Regions from separate parts of the Anas platyrhynchos genome. Here region 1 is linked to region 2. The links are chromatin contacts, called in public Hi-C maps. All regions are on one chromosome and are shown on one strand. The core of a region is the stretch at or near the end of the contact, and the rest is flanking DNA. Distances in the headings are between cores, read along the strand shown.

The links. A called contact is a pair of places that touch in the nucleus more often than the background predicts.
Region 1: a contact with region 2 is called in a Hi-C map of subcutaneous adipose tissue, with 1.6 times the contacts expected there. The contact joins the promoter of KCNE1 here to the enhancer-like site in region 2. A contact is called at or near these places in 2 of 8 Hi-C or Micro-C datasets (liver and subcutaneous adipose tissue).

What each region holds. Positions count from the first base shown.
Region 1 is chr1:111,358,691-111,365,395 of IASCAAS_PekinDuck_T2T, reverse strand. KCNE1 (potassium voltage-gated channel subfamily E regulatory subunit 1) reads left to right here and starts at 4,760. Exons shown (of 2, transcript XM_038173395.2): 1 at 4,760-5,297.
Region 2 is chr1:111,146,514-111,153,981 of IASCAAS_PekinDuck_T2T, reverse strand. The region is part of intron 2 of MRPS6 (mitochondrial ribosomal protein S6); the gene reads right to left. Among named protein-coding and RNA genes, the nearest start is that of MRPS6, 40 kb to the right of the region's middle. Within about 2 kb of position 5,486, at least 2 of the 8 cell types and tissues checked have an H3K27ac peak or open chromatin away from gene starts, as enhancers often do.

The DNA.
Region 1 (6,705 bases), core at 3,511-6,010, 210 kb before region 2:
TTCAGGTGGTAGAGGCTGAACTCAGCTGCTTGAAAGCCTTTTAACTAACTCGCAGATCCAGAACTGCAAAGTGTTATTCCCTGCCATTCCCTGCTAGTGCAAATCCAATTGCATGATTATTAAAAATGGCATTAAAAAAAAAAAAAAAAAAAGATACTTGGACAATTTCATCTGAAGGTTTTCCAATGGGGTAAAATCCATTTTCTGTGTTCCTCAGCATCTCAAAGGGCCAGGACTTGTTCCACACAGTTTACCCACCCACCCACCTGCACACACACACACACACACACACACACCAGTCCTTGCTGCCAGGTGAAGGAGCGTACTGCAAGCATCTTAATGGCAATTACCCCTTTTCTTTGATTCTCTTCTTCCTTCTCTTTATCATTATTTGTTGGTACAGAAAATGGAGCAGAAGAGCTGTTTCCGTGCCTGTGCAACCACAGAAAATGGTGATGGATGCATGCTTGAAGTCCTTGTGCTCCAAATCAACATATTTCTACTGATTTATTGTCAGTTAACAGGGCATTATCAAACAAACTGAAACACCAAGGGATTTTTTTCTTTGGTGACAGAACAGTGAGCTTTTGTGTTTGGTTTGCTCTGGGTGGAGTTGGGGGAGAGCATGGGAGGGAAAGCACTCTTTCCTCTTTTCAGCTGAGAAAAAAAAAAACAAAAACAATTATTTGCACTCACCTTGCTCCAAACCCAGGCTGCTTTGTTGGCCAATTGCTGTTTGGGCAGGTAGGTAAACTCAAACCCACCCTGTGAAAGAAAGGTAGGAAAGTTTTGGTTTGACACATCTGAGCAGATGCTTTCCAGAGCACATGGTGGTGCTCTGCGAGGAGCAGGGCCAGGGGCAGCCTGTGAGCTCCCCTGGGGGCTGGCTGCTGGGTCTGTGCGAGGTACGTGCTGAGGCCTTGTGGCATCTGGCACAGGCACCCAGCTCTGCCTTTGGAAAAAAAAATATTTTTAAGAACACATCAATTTTTATATTTTGCAGACAACTGGATTGTGCAAGTTTGATGTGAAAGGCTCTTCTTTTTTGGAGGTGCTTCAGCACCTAGTGTCTTGCCTGGCTTTCCTCTTATATAAACAGAGCAAGAGGATTGTGTCTGGCCAGAAACTTTGGCCATGCTGTTTCCCCTTGCCTGGCAGGTGCTTTTGCCTTGCCTGTGACCTTTATGTCAGTGGGAGTCATGCCTACCAGCAGCAAGGTGCCTCTCGCTGGGCCTGTGCTGAATGCAGCCAGTCAGAAATGAAACCCGCATAAACATATCTGTGCTTCGAATGCATTTTTATACTCTGTAAACTTGATGATGGCTGCGCAGCAGGAAAGAAACCTTTACACGGGAGGCTGAGTCGCGTGGAGGTGCCCGGGCAGAGCTGCAGCTGCTCAGGGTGGTGGGAGATGTTTGGGGATGCTGCTCTCTCACCATCAGGAGCCTCTTCAAACACGGAGCATTAGTGCAAAGAGAGCATCTGTGGCCTCATCTGTGCCTGGATTTGGTCTTAGCCTTTCAATTGTTGCCCCTAAACAGATGACCTGAGACCTGTTTGTTCCTCCTCACGATCCCGTGGTTCGGCTTTAAAAACACAGTATGCAGAAAAGTGATTTAAGAAGCGAGTTAAAAGACTGATTTTGTACTACTGCAATGACAAAATGGTGTTGTCGCTTGTGTTGTCACTCCCTGACATGTAGTTAGTTTCTTGTTTGGTTAGTTGTGAGGGTTTTTTTCAGCTGTCATTTGTGGTGATGTTGTTTCCTACATGTGTAAATATTTGCAAGGCGGTTTGACATGGGTCATGGTTTAAGAGAGAAAAAGCTTATGGGGAAAAAAAAAAGTGCACAAATAACCCAAACCACCTCTGAACAAATATATGAAAAGTTGCAGGCATCTGTTCTTTCCCCCAAGGTCTGTATGCCTCCGTCACCAGTGAGCCCAGTGGAGAGGAGGCTCCCCACACAGCAGCAGAGATGGGGCGCAGAGGCTGGGGTGCATCACGTCCATGGGACGCCTGGCCCAAGGGGACCGCAATCCCTCTTGAGTGTTGGGGTGCTGCAACTTTCATTAAAAGGAAAAGCAGAGGTATCTTGGTTATTTTTCCATTTGCCAGGCTTGTGCTTGCCCGGTTATTTTTATCAGAAGGGGCAGGCTCAATTTCAGATTTGTTCCTTGTTGGCTTTGAGCAATTTTGATGTCCTAGCTCATTCAGTAGTGTGACAGCAGCGTTCGGACCCCCAGCACCTATTGGTATAATGATGCAGATGGGATTAAAAGAAAATGAACCATAGGAAAATGTCCCTCTTCTACAGAAACCTGAGCGAGTCTTGAGCCGGCGATGTAGCATTAAGATGAAATCAGGTGTGATAGAGTAAACAAAATTATTGGTTTTATGCTACGAAACACTAAAGATGTTAAAGACACACTTTGCTAGAGCAGAGCTAAGTAGAGGAGAGTTGCAACCAGACAGCATCTGCATCAACTATGACAAGGATTCAAGTATTCATCCACCTCCCGGCTGTGGTCATGGCAAGCCCCTCATTATTCCCGCTGCTGCAACATGAGTAAGCAGCTAAAAACAGCCAGGCAAGGGGCAATGCCCAGCAAACATTTTTCTCCTCCCAGCACCACTTGGTGAGCCCTGCTGCTTCTGGTGCCAGCCAGGAGGGATACGGGCTCCCAAAGGATGTGAGGAGCAGTGGCAGGGGTGTTGTGGCAAGGGGCAGAAGCTCAGGCAGCTGGGGACTCAGCCTGTGATGCACTACAATACTCAGAACAAAGACTTGTGGTTCAGGAAAAGTACCCAAGAGTAAGACGCTAAAGCTTTTGAATAGTTTCTGGAGGTCCTCACTGACCAGGATGTGCATACGACACTTGCAGGTAGTGAATCATTTGTGGTTATAGTTCTGCACAAACAAGAACCTCACTTTATTTATTTATTTTTTAAACATTTAGGGTAAAAAGGTGGCACTAGCTGGAGCTTTTTGACATGAGTGTCGCTGGTCATAACACCAGAAAAAACAATATCCTCTCGGTGAGATCTACTGGAAACTATTTGGATGGTACGTTTGCTGCATTAATACAGTTTGAGTAATGGACAGTGTTTGGAAACAAAACTTTCCAAACGAAGGGAATGATGTACTATATCTGGTGCAGGAGCTGAACAACAGGAATTCACATTTTCCATTTCCTGGTGCGGAACAAACAAAGTAGGCTTAAAATTAGTAAATCTGTTAGTCACTGCGTTATGAATGGCACGGTCAAGTAAAGCCACGGCTTGGGGAACATGTTTGCTATAGCTACATTTCTAAATAAAACGGGCCTGCTGCTTGGCACGTGGCACACCTTAGCAGGACGGAGCATTTGACATCTCACATCTGAGCATCTTCATGACTGGGGTTTAGGATCAGGCTTCGCAGGGCTGGGATGTACCTCACAAGGCTCTGTGGGCTGCTGCTTGCCATGGCTCGACGGGAAGCAACAAGCCAACAGCTCCCACCCTGGGCTCCACTGCCATGGTGGCTTTTTCAAAACCCTTGTGTTGCGTAGCACTTTGGGATTTCAGTAAAGGAAGTAAGTTTGTGTCTTCCAAAGCAGTTTGGTCTAGATCTGAGCTTTATTTTTAGCTATATTCTTTTCATTTAATGACAGTACCTATTCTGGGGACATTTGCTGTTCAATAACAAGAAGGTACATGCTCAACCAGGAGGATTTAATGAACCCCATCCCTTTTACAACCGTTTTGGTTAAAGTCACCTCACCGTTTGTTGAGGTGATGCTCTCCCCAGGCTGTGGCTGAGCACTGCTTTTCCCAGGTGCCACAAAAGGCGTGAGCAGCTGAAGTCACTTCTGCCAGCCCCAGGTCAGAAGCAGAGGTCTTCAGCCCCACCGCTGGCTGAGAAAGAATGGAAATTATGAGCTTAGCAATAGTCCCTTATTTAAAGCAAGAGGAATGTGTGACAGCCTGAATTAAGGAGGGACAGTTTCGCTCGTGTCTAGCCTATTGTTACAAGTGGGAGGGAATTCAAAAAAACCGAGCAGGCTTGTTTGCTTAGGAGGGAAAGAAAGAAATGCCTGAAGTAACGCAAATATGCAGTGTGTGGAGAAAATGCCCACATATGCACAATTAAAGCGTGAGTGTATAAATGCAGACACAAACCCCAGGGCAGGAGAGGAGCAGGGGCAGGCAGTGCCCTTCATTCAGCAGCTCCAACAACAAGCCAGCCACCCTTCTGGAGGCACAAAATTTCTGCTCTCTGCATGTGTGTTTGAGCTGGGTGCACTGAAACTTCTTAGGGGTGGAAGTTGTGTGGATGGGGGAAGCAGGACCGCTACGGTCTAACAAGGACCCTCCTCAGGAACGGCAGTGGAAGCGAATTTTTGCTTTCTTGCCAGTCCAGGAGCCAGTGGTGTGGAGTAAAAATGTTTCATGGCCATTAGGAAGCCACCAGGTTATGTGGGTATGCCTTTTGTAATCACGACTGTCAGCCCGTCCCGTGCACAAACCACTTTGGGAACCCGCGTCCTTCTGCTGAACCGGCACTGCTGGTGCGCTTCTGCCTCCCTCTTTCTTTTATGTCTGCACAAAACAAAAACTAACCAAAATAAAACCCCAACTACACACATGTGCATGCACACACAAAGCCAAAACTAACGAAAAACCAGGCCAACATGCTAAGGGGCTGGCTTTTAAGGCTGATGGTGTAGATATTGAGATTCATCAGGCCATTTATTTCAGGGGACTGGCACGAAACTCTTGGGCTATGTTTCAGTATCGCTCCCCCATCGCTGCCTTTGACCACTAACCACGCGGACTGTTGGTTTTCGTGTTCTTCATTTCTGCCTTTTTCAGCAGCCTCAGGCTCACATCTCCTGATCGCCGGCAATAAAAGTTGGAGTGCAGCGCTGACAGCATATCTACCACAATTAATCTCTTTCCGCACGCATTCGAGGTTTGCTTTCAGCAATGTCATTAGGTGGAGCTGCAGCCTCTGGCACTTCTTGGGAGCTCCATCTCTGTCATTCATTAAACGCGCTGAAGAGGGACGGTAACCTCAAGACAGATTAATTATCATCATTGCTTCCAAGTATATCGTGCCCAAACTCTATGAGAGGTTTTCTAGGTAACTGAAAGATGAGGTCCCTGCAATGAGGAAGTTGCAATTAAAACCCGCGGTGCTGATATAGGAAAGGAAGAGAAGGAGTTGCCTCGAAGAACAGAGCGGTGAAGTTTGCATTGAGCTTCATTTCGCTGCTCTCCTCCTCACCCTGTATTGCAGGCCCTGCTCTGAGGTAAGGAGTTAAGTGCTGACAAAGTGCATTTGCATAACGTGGGCCCATGGCAAGTTTAGTTATGCTTGCAGGTAGGCTCCTTCCATCCCACGCCAGCACAGCCAGCTCCTAACCCCCACGCATCATTGACCTGCGTTCCTGCATCCACGGGGAGCTGGGGAGGCTCACTCCAGGTAGGGAATAACCAAGAGATGATTTTATTTGAAATGGAGGAGAACTAGTTGGTGATTTTGGTAAAGTCAGGATTTTGTGTCCATCAGTCCTGCAGCTTCTTTACAGCTACCTGAAAGGAGGCTGCAGCAAGGGGGCTGTTGGTCTCTTTTTTTCTCGGGTGAAAAGTGATGAGACACAAGGAAAGGGTCTCATACTGTGCTGGGGAGGTTTAGGTTGGAGATCGGGAAGGATCTCTTCCCAAGGAGGGTGGTCAAGCATTGGAACGAGCTGCCCTCAGAAATGCTGGAGTCCCCATCCCTGGAGGTATTTAGAAGGTGTGTGGACATGGCACTTAGAGACATGGTCTGGTAGGATGGTGAAAATTTTGGTGATCTGGCAGGTCTTTTCCAGCCTAGATGATCCTGCGATGCTGTGCTTTTCCTCCAGACCAGAGAACAAAATGTCAGCAGCTGTGTTAACACCACTGGGTATGGCAGGGACGGGCACTGTGTAAGACGCTGTGGCCCAACACATGCTGCAGTAGTGTTGCAGTCCTAGAAAAATTTGTGGTCTCCATCGTTTTGTTTGCAATGCCATTGTGGTCCAGAGGCACTGCACTTACTGCATCAGCACGCTCAGCACAAAGCTGAAATGTCCCAACAGAAGTATGCCTAGTCAATGCTACCTCTGTGTTTGTTTTCCCACAGACATTGTAGTTAGGGAAATGTGCATATTTCTTTTTTTTATTTATTTTATTTTTTTTTATTGTGTTCTTAGTTTGTGCAGGTCGCTATTGTTTCTAATTTCAGCAAGAGGCAGGGGATCATCTAACAGCGTGTGGCTCTGTGCAAGGAGTGCCTGCTGCAGCTGAGGGGCTGTACCAAGGGATGCATAGCTTGACACCAGTTTCTTACCAATTTTCCCTAAATGCCTGCCCTGACCGCTGTAAGGCAAAATACCGGGTTAAAAGAAATGACCAGTTATGGCTGTTCGTAGGAGCTGGTCAATGTTTCCTGGAAGAAATGATTCACAGCTGGCCTTTACTTCAAGGCATTTGAGATGCTGTGTGCCCTGTCAGATGTTCATGTCTTCTGAGTCAGCCCACACCCTTTTGCTTTTCTCCTGTGAAATGTGTGGCAAAGTGAAGAGGAACCTGGCAGAAAGTGCTCCAGGTGGAGCAACACCACTCTCATGTTGCCTTTTCTGTACTTTCTGTTCCCAAGCCCCAGGACTTTTATTTCCTTCTACTTGGTTG
Region 2 (7,468 bases), core at 4,237-6,736:
TCTGTGATTCTGAAACTATAGGGCGAAAATTGCACCGCACAGTCCCCCTTGGTAAAGGCAATCTTTGAGGATTAAGTCCCCAAGACAAGAAGCTGAAGAGGAAATAAAGGAGGTGGGGTCACCAATAACAAACAGATTTGTGTTTTTCACACTGCTTATCCCACATGGGGTTCTTTTTCACCCAACTAAATGTGTTGCCCAAGTAACACCAAGATATACTACACACAGAGGAGACCCACCAGGTCAGGAATGATTTAAGCACCATGTGCTGGATTGCTGCACAGGGTGGAATCCACACGTGGAAAACGCTGCAAAGAAGCTTCCCTTCAGCCAGACGTCCTAATCCCAAACCTCTTACGCAGGCATGTATATTAATAGCCACAATTCAGGTCTGAAGTCTTTCTTAGAAAAAGCAGATCGAAGCACCAATTTCTCATGTGTGAGGGGCCCGACAGCAAGAAATCTCCCTGCAGCCTGCCTGGAAGGAACCAGTCCTCCAGAAGAGGTGCCCAGCTGGCACGGGCTGTGGCCGAGCATCGCAGAAGCCGAGGGAGCGGTGCCAGTTCACGTCAGCTAAGGTGCTGCTCCTCTGATAGCAGCAGGAGGGCTGCTACGAGCTGCAGAAAAAGCTCACCTTAGCAAGGATTTGGAGGAAATATGGTGGGCTTGGTCCCCCTTGCAGATCCTCACACACAGAGCTTAATTTATTTGGAAAGCTGAGCTGCCTCTTATTTTCTGGAGACCAGTAAACAGGAGATATCACCTGGTTAACAGTTTAGGGAGAGAAACGAGCTTTAATCTTGGACAATTCAATAAAACTGCGGCATAGCAACTTCTGAAGGATGCACACCCCTTGAAAAGGGAAAGTCGCATCTTCTGTTAAAGCCATTAAAAGCCACTGGTAAATTTAACAGATGCCACTTCAATCCCCTCCTTTGGAAGAACCCTTACAAATTCTTAATCAGTTGCAGCTAATAAAAGGGACGACGGGGGGAGAAATTTGAGCTGATGATACACCACCACTCACCTGCCCCCTTCCCCAAGCAGTTGGTTCACAAGAGCATTCGTTCGGATTGCAACCTGTGCTCTCTGCCATCCCTTTTTATTCCCAGTTCTCCAGAATTTCATTTCATTTCTGCTTTCAAGTCATATGCTGCTTTTCATTGTGTTCCTAAAACGGCAATATTTTTTTTCCCCTCCCTCTCAAAAGGCTGCTTTGCAACTTTGTGCTTTCTCTCACATTAGCAAAGGGTGGAAATTTCCACTGACGCACTGTTGATAACTGAAGGAGAAGTGGGGGAAGGGAGGATGAGCTGTTGCAGCATATCTTTATATGACTCCTCGCAGAATAGGTATTTTATCTGAGGGTACAAAACTGCAGTCACTGGCGACAATGCCATTTCTTGAAACAACACCCATTCCTCAGCATAACAGGCAATGATTGCCTCCCTGTGCCAAAAGAGAAGGAAGGAAAAGAGGGCCAGCATAAAAAAAAAAAATATATTATTCTTTCATTAAAGAAAGAGCAGAAACTGACTGCTGCAAGCAAAACAACCAAATGCAATTGATAATGCAATTCCTGAGGAGATCTGGAGCACCTTTCCTCTAAATACATGCATTTAAATTAGCTGCCATCAGGCTGTGGGCTTTTTTTAAGCCCGCTCTCCATAAAGCATGCAGTAACCTTAATTTCAGCCGGCCATCTCTGACCCGACACACCACGCTGCCGCCACTGTTTGCGTAGTAAACAAAAGCAAATCCCAGCCAGACTCAAAGATGGGGAAAAATACAGGAATGCAGGAGGGAAACTACCTCATTCCTGCAAGCAAAAATGCAGAAGCGTTCAGGCTGCCCAGGAGTCAGCCGAGTCATCAGGGGAGAAATGCAGGAAAATTCCACTGATTCACTATGAGACCACAGTTATTTTTGTCATCACGCTCCACTGTAAATAGAAGGATGATTTAAATACAGGAGAGCAGCCTAACCACTGAAATGTACTGAAACAATGTGTTAATTGAAAAAAAAAAAAAAAAGAGGAAAATCATAGGATTTCAGGAAAAGAAGGACATGCTTTTGCATATGAAAAAAATGCTATGTTTCATGTATCCTTTTTAATACATCCAAGCCAGAAATCATTTGAATTTGAGTCCTAAGGTCCTATGGATGCTTGTATATTTTGCTTTCACATGGACAGTCTGTGACTTCAAAGAACCCTGAAAGGCACCTGGATCAAAACTCACTTTTAAATCCTCCTGGAATATGACTGTGAGGCTATGTTCAATGTACCTGAGGAACAGAGGGAAAAAAGCACACTTACAGGGGACTTGGAAGAGGCTGTGTGGTGCCATTGTTGTGCCCAGAAAATGTCTGTATGCTTAAAGATGATAAGCTTTAATAATAAACTCAATTAGCTATCTTTCCTTTAAATTTCTCCTTTACGCAGCAACACGAAGTTTAAGTAAGCTTCCCCAGTAGGAGAGTGGAAGATACAAAGGCAAGAAAATGTACAACTAAAGCATCCCAGAAGGAAACAAGAAACTATCTGGAGGAAAGCAAGCTGCAGTACTCTCATGGAAGTAGCTGGACAGTCGTTTTCTCCATGGTAATCCTCTGTTAATGAAATTGCTCTGCTACCAGAATGCCCACTTCATCTTTGGAACCACTGAGTTGCTCTTGAAGAGCAGTAGTTTTGCTTTTCTCTTTGGCTCTTGTGGTCACTATTCTTCCTTAGCAGGGCAGGTGGGTGAGTTTATGCTCAGAAGGACCATCATCTTGTAGCTGGAAGAACTAATACACGTGTTACTACTTCTAACTAAAACACTCCTATGGAATAGAAGAAAGACCTCTGAAAATCACAAGGACAGCAACGGAGACATTCCAGATCAAAACCAAAAGCCAGTGCTTTAGTAACTAGATTGTGCCACAGCAATGACACAAATAATCCACAATGAACCAATACTGGGGAGAAAAAAAAATACTTTTTGTTGTTGTTGTTATTGTTTTGTTTTTTTTAAAAACTGTGCACATTCTTCAGAAATTTCATTTGCCAAATTCTATACCCAGACGCCTGTTATTAAGCTAATTAAATAACAGAAAGACATTCTGCAGCGTTGCAGAAAAATTCTGTTTCACTGCAAAAGAGAAACAAGCCTGACCTACTCGGAGTGTTTGACAAGTCACGCTCTCTGGGCAGCATTTGAGATGTCTGCAAATTTGTTATGAGCACAGCTGCAGTTACACAGCAAGTATTAATTCAGAGTTTAAAAAAAAAAAAAAGTGACTGCTTCCCACCTGACCAAGACCACTATTTAGTGCAGCCATCACATTTAATCACCATGCTTGCATAAAGATGCTACAGAATTTACCGCACCAGAAATTGATGCTGGCACCTCAGCATCACAAACTACTGTACTGTGCCATTCCTGCTAAAAAGCTTCAAAACTGCAAATCGCACCCTCAATGATAAGGTGAGGGGAAAAAAAAAAAAAAAAAAAAAAACAACTCAACATTTCAGGGCTCTGGTACCCAAGGTAGATGCACATTTATACATGAATGTGGACAAAAGCATTTGAAGGAAAAGTAATGGTTCAACTCATCAATGGAGAAAGCCCCATCTAGTGGAAGAAGACAATCAATTTAGTAGAAAATGCTACAAACATGCCTCATACTCAAACATTCAAACTGTGTCTGTTCTCATCCCAGTACATCACAGATCCCGAACTCCTTTTTGCTGAAACACATTAAAATGTTCTAAAATCTGAACAAAAATCACACTTAGGTTGTGCACTAACCATAAATTTAGGCTGGCAGTGTTAAAGAAGGAAAGTTTGCATCTTCCTGCCTCTGTTTTTCTTTGCCCCTGTTTGGCCTTCAGGAGCCATGAAAATCAAGTGAGCCTACCTGAGGGAAGCTACACATGTTGGTGTATTATCTGCAGGATGAAGTCCTTCAGCTACATGATAGCTTGTATTTTATTGGGGAAGAGATAGTGTGTTGAAAGTTGAGAACACTCCTGAGAATGACTCTGATGGGTAACTATTATTTTACTCGTAAAACTGCATCCTGACAGCATGGGTTACTGGATGACAATTTAACATCTCTTGTCCTCAAAGAATATTACTCTGCCACAAGCTGCTTGTTTAAAATGAAGTTGTGTTAGTTCTGAAACCTAGATACTTTATGGAAAGAGTCAAAGTTTGAGCATGTGACATAATTTACACAGATATGTTCAGATCTCCTAAAGAGCATTATGTTCCATTACTGAAATACTCATCTTAATAACTACTTATTTCTTGTGTATTAGGCCACTGAGGCACAAAGAAATTAGGTAGACTCATGCTCCTTTCCTGAGCCCGTGCTTTGGCAATGACCATTAAGTCAGGTGCCATATAATAGAGGCAAAACACAAGGTGCTTCCACAGGAGGGGAAACTGCTTCAGACCCTAAACCACCAAGAGAAGCTGGGAGTGAGCTGTGGGAAGGCCAGGACAGCCTGTGGGAGGCGTGTAGCCTTCCTCACCATTGCGGAGGGGATGCTGGTACTGAAGCCTGGTGAGCTGCTCCCAGTTCCTGGGGAGCAATCACAGCACTGCAGAGCCTAAAAACCTCATGCATCCTTAGGAAAGCATCTCATTTTTGGGGCCTTGCAGTTTTCCCACTGTCACACAAACATACCCACCTTGCAACTCAAATTGTAACTTTAATTTCCTGATGTCTGCTCTGGTCAGATGCTGCAGGTACATACATTTATATATACACTTTCCGTGCTACTTCACAGATCCCAGCAATCACTAGGATCCTTGCACACCTCAGACTGAAAATTCCCCATACACTTGTTAAGGTAAGCTCCCAAAATACAACTCAGCACGTACAGAAGTAAGACCTGAGCTTGCTATTTCAGAGAATAAGTGGGTTGATGAGATAACAGAGTGAACAGCAAAACAAAAAGATTAAGAGACAAGCAAGCAGATAACAAAAGAACATTGTTGTCTTCTCAAAAATCAAAGTTTAAAAGAGAAAAAGAAAACAAGGCAATGGAAATTGTTAGGAACAACCAGGGAGATAGGTCTAAAAACATTACCATGTTACAGGTAGATTAAGCAGGGAAAAGCACACGCATACACAGAACAAAGTGGAAGGGGAAGACCACGGTGCTGTGCTGATTTATGAAATGGTACTAAATCTGAGCACTGAGCAGGCTGATGCACAACAAAAACAAACTAAAAAAAAAAAACACACTAACTCTTACAACAAATCTCTAGTGGATACCAGGATATCAAATGGAAGGCAATAATCAAACCCCAATTACACTCGACCACATTCTTCTCCCCAGAGTCCCTGTCCTATCCCCTTCCAGTTTAACAGAAACCTGGTCTGCAAAAAGTTTGAGCCACTACCTTCCCAAAGGAGTGCCTGAATCATTTTTTTAAGATCTGTTTTGCAGCCTCTGTTGTAGCAGCTCCCCTAAAGCAAAAATATCCAGCATACCAACCGCCTCCCCCAGACCAGCTCCTCGGTCCGATGCCTTGAAGGACGAAGTGCCACAAGCGTATGATTAAGGCACAGCCTGGCAAGGCCAAAGAAAACAGGTATGCCACAAAGTGCAAACCCACAGACTGTGCCACTGAGATCTATCATTTTACGAGCAGTTGCAATATCCTCCAGTTCAGCGCTGACCAAATATGCAGCAATGGCTCGGCAATGTCATCCCCCAGCCCTGGTCTAGACCCTTTATTTGAAAGCAGCTTTGAGGGATTTGTTGCTTCTGTATCATTTTAAACAACAAACAAACTCAAAGTTTAACATTCCTTGAATTCATATCCTAATACACACCTTATTTAAATCAGTTCACTTTTGTTTATTCCAGAAATAAGCACCTCCTGATACGTGTGATACAGTATTAAAAAAATGTGCCAGTGTTAAAAGCAACTTCAGTACACCTCATTAAAAATGATAAACAAGTAGAAACAAGTAGCGGCTAGCAGAACAAATATTTGGCACAAATCTATTGCCCATTAGGAGATACAGCCAGGAATCCTTACTTACATTCCTCAGCTGTTTTTTTCCAGAGATGTGACTGCCACGGGCAAGTCGCTCAGGCTCAGTGCCCCAAGTACACTTCCATACCTAACCCACGCTGGAACCAATGTGTCACATTTCATTCATCCATAAGGTGACTTTGTATTTGTTACAATTTTGTGATATGCTACAGAATGTACTTGAATCATGCTCTTAAATACTTTGAAGCCAAAACAACATTCTGCTACAGCAATTAGTACTGTGAGTTAGCAGCTACTTTGACTTCAGTTTAAAATATCAGTACACTAACAATTTAAAAGTTTTGTTCTTCAGATGTACCCATACGGTTCTTGAAACATACTATTTTCATAATTATCTAAATTCAAAGCCTGTCAACATTAGGTCTCTAAAAAAGGAAGGTGTTTTCTGTCAAAAGAAAGATGCATTTAAGAGAAAGACCTAAATTTGTTTTAATACACTCTCAATGCATATGCATCACCTGCTCAGTGAATACCATCTCCAGAGAAGAAACAAGTCAATTATACATGTGATCCGAGGTCTGCAAAGCTGCTGGTGGAGTAAAACTGTTCATCCCAGTGACAGCTGTGGGCCACAATCCCCTATGGCAGCCTTTGAAAAATCTCAGCTTTACAGAGAACGAGAATTTTGCTGCCAATTGATCTGCAAAGTGTCCTGGATACTCGTAAATTTGTAATGTGCCTGTAACACTGTATAGCTGAGACAGATGATGCTGAAAGCACTGCAGAACTCAGAAGAAAATAATATGTATTGAGGATACAAAGTACCTGCTCGTGGACCTACAACTATGCGTTTTCTAGGTTAATTCCTTCCTATTTACTAAATACACTACAAAAAACCTGGTGGAGCCCAGTGGCAGGTTTGCTGTGTGTACTGCACCTCTTTCTCTGTCAGTCACTCGGTGTTATGATACACTGCATGTAAAGGCTTGAACTGCAGATAGAATTAACTAAATGAAAAGATGCATAGCAAAAGGCTGGGAGAGGGATGATACTACACATGCCACAGAGCACGTCTCAGCAGAGCTGTGAGCAGCTGGCAGTGCCAGGCTGATGGCCCTTGAGTCAAGGTAAGGGGAACAGCCGAGATAACCCTGGGCATTTGTAAAGGAAGCAGGCTGTTTAGGAAAAACACTTTGTTTTCCCATGCAGCTGAGGGGACTCGGTGCCATTCTGAGTGACAGGAAGATGGTTCGAGTAGCGATCGCTAGGGCAAGAGCTGTCTCTAAGAGATGCACTCCATTAAGCTGTGACCTATGCTATGAATATTGTACTGCCCTAATTTTCACACAGGAAAACCAGCCGGGAGGTCAAAGGAAGTAATGGATTCAGCGTGCAACCTAAGCCCACAAGCGTCTCCACGTTCTCAGAAAATAAACTAGCCAAAGCTCTGCTGAGAATCACCAAACTAA